2 separate regions of the Capsicum annuum genome follow, and region 2 is linked to region 1. Evidence: chromatin contacts called from public Hi-C data. All regions are on one chromosome and are shown on one strand. The core of a region is the stretch at or near the end of the contact, and the rest is flanking DNA. Distances in the headings are between cores, read along the strand shown. Region 1 overlaps LOC124898131 (a long non-coding RNA gene). Region 2 holds the start of LOC107856614.

Evidence for each region. A called contact is a pair of places that touch in the nucleus more often than the background predicts.
Region 2: a contact with region 1 is called in a Hi-C map of placenta, with 2.0 times the contacts expected there. The contact joins the promoter of LOC107856614 here to the enhancer-like site in region 1. A contact is called at or near these places in 2 of 5 Hi-C or Micro-C datasets (leaf and placenta).

Annotation. Positions count from the first base shown.
Region 1 is chr4:37,805,370-37,812,332 of UCD10Xv1.1, reverse strand. It overlaps LOC124898131 (a long non-coding RNA gene), which reads left to right. Exons shown (of 2, transcript XR_007054874.1): 1 at 1-179; 2 at 311-2,746. Among protein-coding and RNA genes, the nearest start is that of LOC124898131, 3.7 kb to the left of the region's middle. Within about 2 kb of position 2,537, at least 1 of the 5 cell types and tissues checked has an H3K27ac peak or open chromatin away from gene starts, as enhancers often do.
Region 2 is chr4:37,916,832-37,923,601 of UCD10Xv1.1, reverse strand. It overlaps LOC107856614, which reads left to right and starts at 1,487. Exons shown (of 2, transcript XR_001670624.2): 1 at 1,487-2,266.

The DNA of each region.
Region 1 (6,963 bases), core at 1,288-3,787:
AACAACTGTATCAACAACAAACAACGACAACACATAGCAAAGCACCGTTAACCAGAAAAACCTTAATTTCCCATTTACCGATTTATCACCCTCCCCCCCACCCCCGGCGCGCGTTCAGCTATCTATGGCTAAAAATCAGATGACTTTCACCACATTCAGTCCATTATTCACTTTTTCGGGTAGGAATTTAATTCCCAATGTTTCTCTCTTTGTCTCACAGTGGATTTCAATTATTCTCAAGAAAATCAGTTCAATTTCGGGTTTGAATCTGAATCCCTAGACTTCCCCCCCTAATTTCTCTTATAAATAGAGGCAGTGAAGGATAGAGTGGAGAAGATTTTTTAGGGGAAAATTGAGGATTCGGGTGGCGCATGCTTCTAATCCTAGGTAACCCAAAAAATTCTCGGAGAAACATACTCAAAAACTCAATTCCGATGAAAGTTAAACTCCAAAGATTCAGAATTTAAACTCTAGTGGTGAAAGCCCATCCTCAAAGTTCGTCGTTCCGTTTGCTGCCCGCAAAAAGGTAAACATAGCCTGCTCTTTGTCATTTCCTCTTGTTTTTTTATTTTTCTTCTCATTAGTAGCAATGTGTAATGAGTGTTGGGACTGTCTGCTGTAGACGGCTTTGAAAGCCATAGGTTTTGTGTGATGAATCCACTTTTCTCCGTTTTGTTTTTCTCATTTTTCTCAGAGTTATCATTCTGTAGTAATTTGACTGATTTGATGATAATTGTTAAGTATGGTGTTGTCGCTCTAGTATCTAGATTTTATTATATTTTTGTTGCTGCTTTAGAGATTGAATATCATTGTTAATGTGAGTATGCTGGTTCTGTTCATATAATAGTCAGTGATGTGAAGGGTATGTTGTTAGTTTGGAAGACACTGTTTTCTTGCTTGTATAAAGCCTTTGTGTTAGTCAAATGTGAACTCTTAAAAACTTTTTCTTTCCTTTGCTTCGTTCTGCCAGTGTAAATCTGGTTTGCCTCATAGATTCTTTTTGTTATGTGTTTGAAACAGATTGTTCAAAGTGTTCAAGTATGAATGTGTAGGCCTAGTGAACCCTGAATGACTTGTTGGCCTTTGGTTCAACGTGATTAGCCATATAGAGGGTGAAGGTCGTTTAAAATAGTTAGATTGTATCTCCCTTGTCGTAAGTTTGTTTTGTCAATGAAAGTATGTTTCATGGTTGCGCCTAGCTTTAACAGCTACGTAGACTTTCATTTTTAGAGTTTCAATTCCTATAAAGTCATATGGTCGTAATCGAAAGGCAAGATTGATGATAACATGTTGGTTAAGCATTGCCTCTCTTTTCTTGCATTTTATTTCAATTATGTATGAATTCTTATGAGCTTTGGCGAGTTAACTATGTGATAGTGATGGCCCTAGTTCATTGTCGCACATCTAGTTGTGTTTGGACATGCCCCCGGCGCAGTTATAATCCGTAATTTTCTCATGGTTTCACCCTAGCTCTTTAAAAGAACAATTTGTCGTTAATCTGTCCACCTGCTTTTTATTCTTAAAGAAAATAAAAATGAATCTGCTAGTTACCCTTTTATTATCATTCCTAGCCCAAAACGTCTACACGTCTGTTGAAGTGTGATATATTTTTTCCCCTAAATAGTTAATTTTAACTTTCTTTTATAACTCAAAATGCTTTGAGATGTTCACGCAATCTTATATACTTAAGGAATACACATGTTCATATCGGATAACAGAGATTCGAATAAACATATTTGACTACTGTTAAATCACTGTGAGTCTGATTTGAAGAATTTCATATGGTTCTTGTGTGGTTATTTCATATAATTTGTTACTTTTGATCTTCTTTGAGGTTAACTTAGTTGAGAAATAATAAATTAGTCAATCTGGTTTTGCTGAGGTTGCTTATGTTTAGTCTTTTTGGTTCTCTGTTCTATTTATGTATTTTATTGGGGATTTTAGTTCAAATGTATTGTGTTCTGTTTGGCTTCCAGTTAAACTATGTATTATCGCCATTATGGATCTTGTTAGTAAATTTGAAGTTTAAAACTCGGATTTATTATGTAGTTTTGTGTTTAAAGACCTAAAACCTTTTGTTTACTGCATTTGTATCTCTGATCATGTACTTTTTGCAAAAAATGTGTTCTGAAACATGATCAATGGGTTTATGCGATAATATGTGCAATATCGTGAAACTTGTGTGACTACTCCAATGCATTCTTGCTATCATTAGATTGTTGTCACGATACACACTAATTCTTATATTTTTTCTTAATGCATGTGGCGTTGACTTGAATTCCAACGGACTCCATTCCTTGCATTTCTCAACGGGCCAAAGGGGCCTACATCTTCTACGAGCTCAAATGCCTTTATTTTTTAAGAAACAAAGCTGTATATGCATTTATACATCAGAAATACAGCATATATATGGTGAATGTGAGAAAAAAGAAGCTTATTATACAGGTGGACTAAAATACGTGTATATGATAAAGATATGGTCATGTATACACCAGATATACAAAAATGCAGTAAGAAAAGTAGCTGATATACACATCGTATACACTGCAGAAAAATGGACCGAAGTCCATAATTCAAACCCCAAAGCTGGGCAGCTTTATTGATGGGCTAACTAAGGGCCCAATTTCAGTTCTTGTATCATTTTTATAGCTTGTATGCTTATTTGTATTAATTAGCTTTTTAATCATTAACCTAGACAAATTCCCTAAAGTGTTGTCATTTTTATTTTATCTTAGTTTTCTTTTACTTAATTCATAATTTCTTCACCTAATTTATATTATCTAAAACGGATTAAATCGGTTCCTTCAATTCTCTTCCTAAAATAAGTCTTTTAAAGATTAAGTATTTTATTTCAAAATGACATTTGTCATGTTCATATAACTAATAGTCTATTTGGATTGAAGTAACTTTTTCAAACTCAAGAAACTAATTTTTCTTGAAAATTTGAACTTTTCATGATTACTAAGCAGTTTTAATTTAACACTTTCTTAGCATTTCTTCCAAAAGAATTTTCTATAACATAATCGATTTTTCTATAATAATTAATAATAAGAAAATAATTTTAATAATCTTCTTCTCCTACAAAAGCAAAATTCATTTTCCTCCTAAGTTCAGAAATTACAATTTAGTTCAATTCAAATAAATTATTTTCTCCTTTGAATGAGTAAATATTATTTTAAATATGTTTAAATAAATAATTTTAATGTTTTCTATAAAATCAAGTCTTTACAAAAATTAGCCATTTTTAGTTAGTCAAGCTAGTTCTTTTTGGTAAATCGTTTTAAATGGAGGCTCCTAAGTGCCCTATAAACTTTCTTAGGACGTTAATTGAACTCTTACCCAGTTTCTCTAGTTTTAAAGGTTTATTTCTATTTTTGAACATTTGAAACTCTTTTAAGTTTTTTTCTTGACTTTTTCTATAAATATCAACTGGCGACTTTGTAAATTTCTTGAAATTATTTTGGAATTTTCTTGAATCTTTTGAAATAGTTTTAAAGAGATCAAAGCTATTTTTTTGCCAAAAAAAATGCGGAAAGGATAAAACAGAAATGAAGACTCTGCTGCGGATTTAACTAGGTTCTAACCAATTATTTGAACTAACTTCTTAGACTAATTATTCGGGTTTATAAAATTTAAACTGTTGCATTTCATGTCATACTTTCACATTTAAATATTTAAACTATTTTGGAGTTTCGCGAATGTCCCGGCCCCTATTTATTAATTCCAAATGAAGTACTGGAAATATGACAGTTTATTGGCACATTAGGTGTCCAATGACTGTTCGTATTTTTTAAACCCGAGTAGTCCACTTGGAAACCTAGTCAAGCCCACTCTAGATATCTAGGATAGAGTGAAATCAAAACTCTTTTTAGGCATGAGACTAGGACGACTCAATACCTGAGGGGGCATTAGGCCCATTAGTAGAACCCACCTTATGTCTATTGACCACGAGTCAGTAACAGACGATCATTCTTTATGTGCTTTAATTAAAGGATGTAATGCTGGATTGTACGGACTATTGTCCCTTGGAATAGATGTGGGGGCAACGAAACATCTTACAAACGGCATGTTTACCCTTCATACGCTAGACTTCCCTTTGGCTTGAACGGTCCTATGTATGCTAGGACGCGTAATAACTGTTTATGTGCTAAAGTATTTTATTGTTTTGCTTTGTCTATATTTGCTTGATCGCTGTGTTTAAATAACATATCTTTGGCTTTAAACAAGACTAGTCCATTATTCTATTTTGAAATCTTAGAGCATTAATAGGCATATACGGCTCAAAATTTGAACCCTTCCAAAATATCCTTAAAAGTCCGTTGATAAAATTCCTTCCAATTTGCCCAAATTTGTTCAAAATCTCATTAGGTCATTATCCAATTCACATTAATCATGTTGCCCTCTCAATTCGCTTTTCCCTGCATTTGATTATAGTCAAAGCTATCTAGACATTCTATTAATGAAAAGACTATGTTGTCTTTAAAGCTTTTCAAATAAGCCTTTTTAGGATGTTTATTCTTTAATATTCGATTTCTTCAAAATCACTTAGTTCATCCTGTTTGAAGTTCTATTTTTCCCATCAAATTCAAGATTCATCAAATGATCAAAGTTCTAATTATTCGGTCACTTTCTAGAGTGTCTCATCCTCTAAATTCTGGACTTTGTCTGTTTCAAACCCAATAGATGCCATTCGTTTCGTATATTACTTTGGTCAATCATTACGATCATGAATTAACTTTTTATCTTTTGAATTTTTTTTTCCTTTTAGAGAGAGGCTGATTTATGTTGGTAGTCAAGTTTGCTCGCTCCATAAAGACAAAAGTAATCACTGGCAGAACATCAGTATTTCACAGGTCTAAGGTCAAGAAAGTAACTATAGAGTCATCAGTTCTTGCTTGGGCTAACAGAAGGACTTGTTCAACTATGGATCCAACTCTGATCAGCAGAAATACCATATCCGAGTCTGTTCCCACCTTCTCTATGGTAGTGGATCCGAGTGCCTCGATACGAAGGAAAATAACCCCAGAGCTCGTTGCTGATTTGGTGCAACAAATTGCAGAGCTGAAGGTGATGGTGATGCAAAGTAGAACACTTTCTCAAACTTCTCCAAACGTGACTCTGTCCCTTGATGATCGACAAAAAGGTCCATGTTTTCGACATTAGAAGGAGTTGATTAAGATAGCCACTTTACTACTTCTCAAAATGTTCATGCCTCTCAGAATGCTCCTTTTGTGTATGTATTTGCTCCTCCAAAGGTTTTGTATATATCCTTGTCACACCATGCTCCGCCAGTGTACACCTATGCTACTGCATCACCAGTAACATAAACTCAAAAGTTATATCGCTTAGATGCTAATCATTATGTTGAAACAGAGAATGATCTGAGAATGTGAACTGATGAGACGATGAACAGAAAACTCAAGGTCTTGGAAGATGCAATAATAAGTCCTCGGGGCTTGAAAGTAATCAAAGTGTAAAGTATGAAGAGTTGTGTGCATTTTCCAAGATTGAGTTGCCTCCTGGTTATAAGATCCCAAAATTTAAAAAGTTTGATGGGTATGGAAATCCTTTCTTTCATTTGAAAGCTTATTATGAAAAGTTGATTGGTGTGGGCAAGAATGAAAGAATATGGGTCAAGCTATTTAGTTAAAGTTTGAGTGGAAAGGCTCTAGAATGTTACACTAAGCAAGATGTGACTAAGTGGCATGCTTGGGATGACCTAGCAAATGATTTTATGGATCACTACAAGATTCATATCGATATAATTCCTGATAGGATCTCTATCACAAAGCTAAAGCAGAAATCAAATGAGAATTTTTGTGAATACGCCATACGCCGGAGAGAAAAAGAGACTAGGGTACATCCCCCAATAGAAAAAGCTGAAATGATCATTTACTTCATCCATGTACTAAATCCAGAATATTTTGATCGCATGGTAACAATGGTTGGAAAAATATTTATTGAAATTGTCAAGACTGGAGAAATGATTGAGGATGGCCTCAAGACATGAAGGATAATTAATTTGATAGAATTGCAATCCACTCATAAGGGCTTCCAGATTAGCTCTTTCGGAAATGGAAAGAAAAAAAAGAAGAAAGTAATTAGAGTGATGACTTAAGAAAATTCTTCCAATTACAAACAACCTTTTCGATATCAACCAAATGCTCGACATGCTCACTATCCGGTCTTTAATACACAAGCGACATATCATGCTCAATCTCCATTACAAAATTATCAAAATAATGCTCCTTGTGCAAATCATGAAAGGAAGCTTCCCAAAATTTTCACGCCATTGGCAGAATCTCCTACTCAACTTTTTGAAAGGTTGAAATAGCAAAACTACTTCATATAATGGAAGCAAAGCCTGTGAAGACTTCTGCTAATTGGTATGATCCAAATAAGCAATGTGCTTACCACTCTGGAGTTGTTGGACATGATACAGAAAAATGTATCGCTCTCAAGCACAAAATTCAAGATCTGATTCACAATAAGGTGATAACGCTTGAGAAAGCTCCAGCTAATGTTAACAACAATGCATTTCCCAATCATAAGAAGTATTCATTGGCACCATCAATCAAAAAAAACATGAATTTTCCTCAAAAAGCGCACTTTTGGAGTCCTTCTGTCTTGCATTTGGAAGTTGTTTTTTTCTCTTTAAATCGTACTTTCTTGTTTTATTTCCTTGTAGTCACATTTCATCACTTTATTTTCTTGTAATCGCACTTTATGATTTGATTTCCTTATAACCGCACCCTTTTAGCTGTAATGAACTACGTTCGACTTGATTTATTTTATAGAATACGTAGGCGACCTGTATTAGCTTCGATCATGTTATTAAAAGTATCAAATATCCTTTTTGTATGTATGAATTAGGTTTGACCTGAATTCCTAAGAATATGATACGTAGGTGGCCTATGTTAACTTCGGTCAATTCCTTAGAAAATTTTCCTTTCCACTATTGTT
Region 2 (6,770 bases), core at 238-2,737, 110 kb before region 1:
TAATCAACACTTCATTGCATGCATTGTACCTACGAAAAATACCATTATTAGTTAGATCTCTCTACGAATCAACAAAAATCGAATCAAAAGTAAAAAAAATAAAAATTATCGGAGCTCTTCAATCGGGTTTGAGAAATGATATGGAAATGTGAATTTTGTGGGATTTTACCCCTTAATTTTGGACAAAAAATTATGTGTAAAGTAGTTTTCTTCGTGGCAGGTTATAATTGGCTTATAAAATCCACGTGGGTCGTTTGACCCACACGCGCCTCACCACAATTTTAATAAGGGCAAAAAGTGTCAAAGTAAGACACTTTTATCTATTTGGGGTGTTTAAATTGAACATGGTCTAGTTGAGGTGTCTAAGTGAAAGATGGTGCCAAGTTTAGGGGCCATCGATGGATTTGGCCTAAGAAATAAAAAAACTTTTGGGGAAAAAAATTGCTTGTGTACTTGTTCTTTTTCAATGATTCTCTTTAATTTTTCATTCTTTTCATTTCCTTTTTTTTTTTTTTTCTAATATCCTCCTACAAATTTTTTTTAAAAGAAATACAAAATCCATACTATAAAAGAATGAATAATAGAACTAAAATCTTTACTTTCTTTATGAAATAAAAAATATATAGAGAAGTGAAATTATATATATGTTCGTATGTATAAATAAAAAATTTTATACATTCAAAAGTGAAGTAAGATTGTTTTCACTTTAAATTTTCAATAGACGAAAATTACAAATAAATTTTAACCCAAAATAAAATTAAATAATTACTAGATCAACCAAATTTAGAAACATACACAAATATTAAGAAAAATGTAGTTTAAAATCATTACTATATTTTTTCCTATTTAATTGAGATGACAAATTAATATAATTTAAACAAACAAAAGTTATAAAATATTTTTACACACATTGTTGACACCTAATTTTTGTCATCCACATTCCAAATTAGTTTTTGAATTTCTCAATTTTAAATAGTTTTAAAATATTTATTGTAAGTTATTTTGAAATAAATTTCAACCCTACCATTTGAATTTAGGTGAAATTAATATATTTAGTGTTTAATTATACATGATTATATAATTATTAGTTAAAGAAAATGCTTTAAAATCTATTCAGAGTAAAAAGTTTGAACAATTACAAATATTCTACTTTTCTCTAGATCGATTGAAAATAAGAAATTGATGAAATAATTAGTTTCTTAATTTTTATTATATTATTATTTTTATCATCATTATTATCATTATTATCGTTGTTATTATTATTATTATTATTATTATTATTATTATTATTATTATCTTCGAAAAATAAAAGAAATAAAATAAAATGTGTTGTATTTAATATTTATTTTGAAATTATTAAATTTTAGAAATTCGTTAAATTAATTAGAAGATAATTTAGTCACAATTTTACTCAAATTTATTGACTATTTTAGTAATACAAATGACCATAATTAGAAGTTAGTAATTGTTTTATTAACCAGCCCATTTTCCTCTACCCATACAATCCCCTTTCCCACTCTCAAATTGGGCCACCAGCCCAAAAATTGAGCCAGCAGCCCACAACTCCATTTCACCCCTGACCCGTCCAGCCCAACAGGTGCAGCAACCACAACAACCCAGCACCACAAAAGAGATCCGACCCATCCTTTTTTTCTTCCCCTTTACAGCTTCAAACAACGTTATCAACAACAAACTCAACCACCGTTAACACCCAAACAGTGATATCAACGTTAACAGCAGCAACAACCGACAACAACACAGCTTTCAACAAGTATCAACCACGGCAAAAACCAAAGCCAAACGAACGAACCTCTCTCTCTTTCCTTCGTCTGAATTTTGCAGACCCCGAGCTTCGATATCTGACTTTTGTTCAAGATAGGTGTGCTCCTTGCTTCAAAATCTCATCCAAATCAGAAACATCACAGTCAAATCCGGATTTATTGGGATATGTTTTCATTTTTTTTTTTCAATTTTTGTCAAATCCCCAACCACTCTATGTCACAAAAACATACTCTCTTTTTAAGGAGATTTTTTCACTATAAATAGGAGCCCATGCTTCCATTGAAGGGAGGGGAGAGTATTTTTGGGGAAAAGTTGGAGGTTCTGGAGGCGCATGCTTCTAACCTCACGTAACCACAATTCTCGAGGAATACAATTCGTGAAATTCGACGAATTTGTTTGAATTCCGGTGGAGCAGAATCGAGTTTCAGTGGTGGAAAGTTTTGTCGTTTTAAGCTTGTTTGTCTTGTTCGCTGCCCAAAAAAAGGTAATCGCATCTTAGCTTTTCTTCTTCTTCCTTCTTCTGGCGTTAATATCGATTTTCATAACTAGTCGTACTAATATGGGATTGTTCGCTGTAGACTGCTTTGAACGCCATAGGTTGTTGTGATGAAATTGTGGATAATGTTTTGAGATGATATTCTTGTTGTTCTTGATCTCACGATTCTCGTTTCAGGACCCTAAGGTCACTATTTCGGCTTTCTCAAATTTTTCTCAGCGGTAATATTTGATTTTCTTTATTCCCTTATCTCTTAATCTTTTTTAGCGTTAGTATTACCCAAATATGTTTCATGTGTGTTTACTATTTTGATCCTATTTTTTATTGTTTATATGAAATTTGCTTTTAATGCCTATCTTTGATTGATTAGTTCATAGGTCAAAACGTGTTTCAATATTGTGAATTAGTGTTAGGATGGTTGAGGCTGCCATTGTGTTTTCTTTTTTTTTCTTTCAGTTTGTTCTCTTAGATTAATCACTTTATATCAAAGTTATTCCTTTAAAGTAGGCTGTGTAGGAGGAAAAATACTAGGATAGAGAAATAAGATGGGTGGATGAATCGTAGTCCGTAGTTAGGAGGGTTTTGGTGTCTTTTGTTTGGTATTGTACATTACTTTTGTGGATGTTGTATCTATGTTAGTTTTATCATGTTTCATGCTTTGAATATTTTGTATATTGTCCTGTATCTTGAGTCGGGGGTCTGTCGGAAACAGCCTCTCTACTTTTTAGAGGTAGTGGTATGGATTGCGTACATTCTACCCTCCCCAGACCCCACTAGGTGGGAATATACTGGGTTTGTTGTTGTTGCAATTAAAAGATGTTAGATTCTATTAATATGTGTTTCGTGTTTGTGTGTTTTGAGTTTTGATTGTAGAGTGCTCTATTTCTAAACCAATGTCTCTTCTTGAGTACTGATCTGCAAAACCATTTCTTTATATACCAAAATTGCTATAATCTTTTAAAAGAGCTACCAATCTATGTCACAACATTGGCTTGGTTGTGAGTTTGTTTTAAGTCTCATACTGTCCATCTCTCTTTTTAAGACATAAAATTGCAAATCACATCTTCTGTATCACATTTTTGTTAGTTGTCACTTTAAGAGTTCTTGATGTAATAGAAAAAAGAATTTTGTTCGGAATATACAACCACCAAAACATCATGTTTTTTTTTAGCCGAATATATGTAGTAGTTGCCATTTGATGATCATGTTCCCTGGTTTAGTTTTTTATTTTGTACATTTGCACTCCTTCCTCCCTTATGCTACTACTATTTTGATGTAAACTATGAGTTTATTATCCAAGTACTGATCTTTTTTTTATTTGGCATTTGAAATTCATTGAGTCCATTGGACTCCAATTCCTGCATTTTCGAATGGGCTAAAGAGGCCTACATCATCTTCGAGTCCGAGCCTCAACTAAAGTCTCAAAAATGAACTAAAGAAACAAGGCTGTATACGCATGTATACAGCAGATATACACAGATATTATGCAGGTGGAGGAATAAAATACGTGTATATATGACCAATATATGGTCTTGTATGCACTAGATATACAAAAATGCCGAAGAAAAGGAGGCTGATATACAGCTGGTATACACTTCAGAAAAATGGACGGTGGTCCATAATTCAAAGCGGGTAAAACTTACACGCACCGGTGTATACACCAAGCCAATACATGCATGTCATGTGTTTGAATTTGAAGTTCATGTTACTTAACCATGATTAATCAATATGTATTTTACTTAATTTAATTACATAATTATGGTAAAGAACATTAGTTTGGTGTATACACCGGGTGCGTGTAAGTTTTTACCACTCAAAGCCCAAAACTGGGCAGCTTTATTAATGGACCAATTAAGGACCCAATTTCAATTCTTGTATTATTTTTTGTAGCTTATAATTCATTTTTGTTTATGTGTACTAACATTTTAATCAATTAATCAAGATAAACTCCCTAAAGTGTCTCCCTAAAGTGTTGTCATTTTATTTTATCTTAATTTTCTTTATTTAAGTCATAATTTCAGTTTTTTTTTCACCTAATTTGTTTCGTCTAAAAATGGATTAAAATGGTTCCTTCGATTTTTTCCTTAAATCAAGTCTTTTAAAAATTAAGCATCTTATTTCAAAATGACATTTTGGGTTAAAATAACTTTCTTCAAACTCGAAAAACTAATTTTTCTTATAAGTTTTTAACTTTTCATTATTAATAAGATTCTTTTAATTTAATACTCCCTTAATACTTTTTTTAAAAAGTATTATCTATAGCCTAGTTAACCTTTTTTTTTTTTCTTTTAATAATAATTAAGAAGAAGGAAAATACTTTCATAATCTTATCTTTATCTTTCTGCACGAAGGCAAAAATCATTTTCCTCTTAAATTTGAAAAAATTGCAACTTAGTTTAATTCAACTAGAACGCTTTCTCGTTGTATAAATAAATACCATTTTAAATGTTTAAATAAATAATTTTAGTAATTCCTATAAAATTAAGTCTTTACGAAATTTAGTCACTTTTAGTTAGTCAAGTTAGTTTTTTTTGGTAAATCGTTTTAAACGGACGCTCCTAAGTGCCTTAAAAATCTTCTTAGGGCATTAATTGAACTCTTACCCAGTTTCTTTAGTTTTTAAAGGTTTATTTCTGTTTTATCTTTTTCGGATTTATTTTTGACGAGAAAATGGTTTCGACCTTCATAAGACTATTTCAAAGTTTTAAGAAAATTTTGAAGACTATCTTTTCTTATACTCTTAATTTTTGTCCTCCACATTCCAAATTAGTTTTTGAATTTTTCAATTTTAAATAGTTTTAAAATATTTATTTTAAGTTATTTTGAAATAAATTTCAACCCTACCATTTGAATTTAGGTGAAACTAATATATTTAATGTTTAATGATACATGATTATATAATTATCAGTTAAAGGAACCGCTTTAAAATTTATTCAAAGTGAAAAGTTGAACAATTACAAATATTCTACTTTTCTCAAGATTGATTGAAAATAAGCAATTGATGATATAATTAGTTTCTTAATTTTTATTTTATTATTATTTGAAAAAATAGCCTTTACCCCCCCCCCCCTTCGAACTATACCCAAAAGAGTTGTGACACACCTAAACTTAAAGGGAGTCCTACTATCCCTGAACTAAATTAAAGTGTATTATTGACACCCTTAATTGCCTACGTGGCAGATATTTTCAGCCAAATGCTTGAGCGTGTAATACACGCATATTTATTACACATGGATCCCACAGTTCACAAACTTGGACTCTTCACTTTCCCATTTCAGCAAATGTATGGCAAACAATTATATTTACTTTACCAAATTCTTTAACATTTTTTAGAAGCTTTTCACTTTCCAAATTCAAAAACCTTTACAAATGTTGATTCTAAGTGTTCGTTTGATCAAATTTTAGTCGATTCATGTTTTTAATTTTCACTCAAGTTCATCCAAAATCACAATTTACGTTTGGTACTCACAAGTTGGATCAAAAATCTCATAAGTTGTACCAGCTTCGATTTCTTCAAAAAAGGGTTTTTCGTCCTTAATCTTCAATATCTAATAATAAAGGTTAGTTATTTGTGACTTATAATCTGTTTTGAGTTCGTATTTTAGTTAGATTGTGGTATATTTTGTTAGGATTAAAGTTTGACTTTCGAATTTTTCAAGAAAAATATAACGTGTGATGCTCTTTTGTTAATATGTGTTCTGATTGTGGTAATATTTGTGTTCTGATTTTGTTATGAAGCATATCTAGTGAGGGTTTGTCTTACAATGTTGCTTTATGATCGAGTTTTTGTAGATTTGTTTATTTTTGTTCTGATTTTGCTACTATATGGATTTGGGGTTGAGTTTTTGTTACTTTTTGTTACTAGTGTTGATTGTTGGTTTGATTTTGGTACATGCATCACCTAGATATTGATTTATGATCTAATTTTGGTTCATGCATGACCTACATATGTTGATTTATGGCTGATTTTTGTTACAATGTGGACTTATGCACTATTGATGTTACTTGTTGAAGCATGACCGACATATATTCATAAAGTTGAGTAACATAGGATGTACCTTTATAGCGATAAAAGATGAACCTTTTGTGCTTGTTTTGTTTCTTTTTAAATTATCCATAAAATAAAAGTATAAGAAAATGGACAGAATATGACAAAGTTGTTGGATGGTGTGTCTTTGTCACTTTATTAGACAAACACATAGATCAAGAGTTGAAAACTTATCTATGTTTTAGACAATAAAAAAACTATCACTTTTTGTTGAACTTGTCAATGTCTTTTTATGAATGAATGAAAATGAACATTAATAATTTACTTGTTTGTACTGTTTTGGTTCTAATAATATTAATCATGAACTATTCTAATTTTAATAATACTATTCTTTGCATATAGGTATGAGTGGATTTACATATATAACTTTAAGATTCTATCATGGTGGGACCTTATTGTATGATGGTGAAAATGCAAGATATGTGGGTGGTTTAATGAATGAAT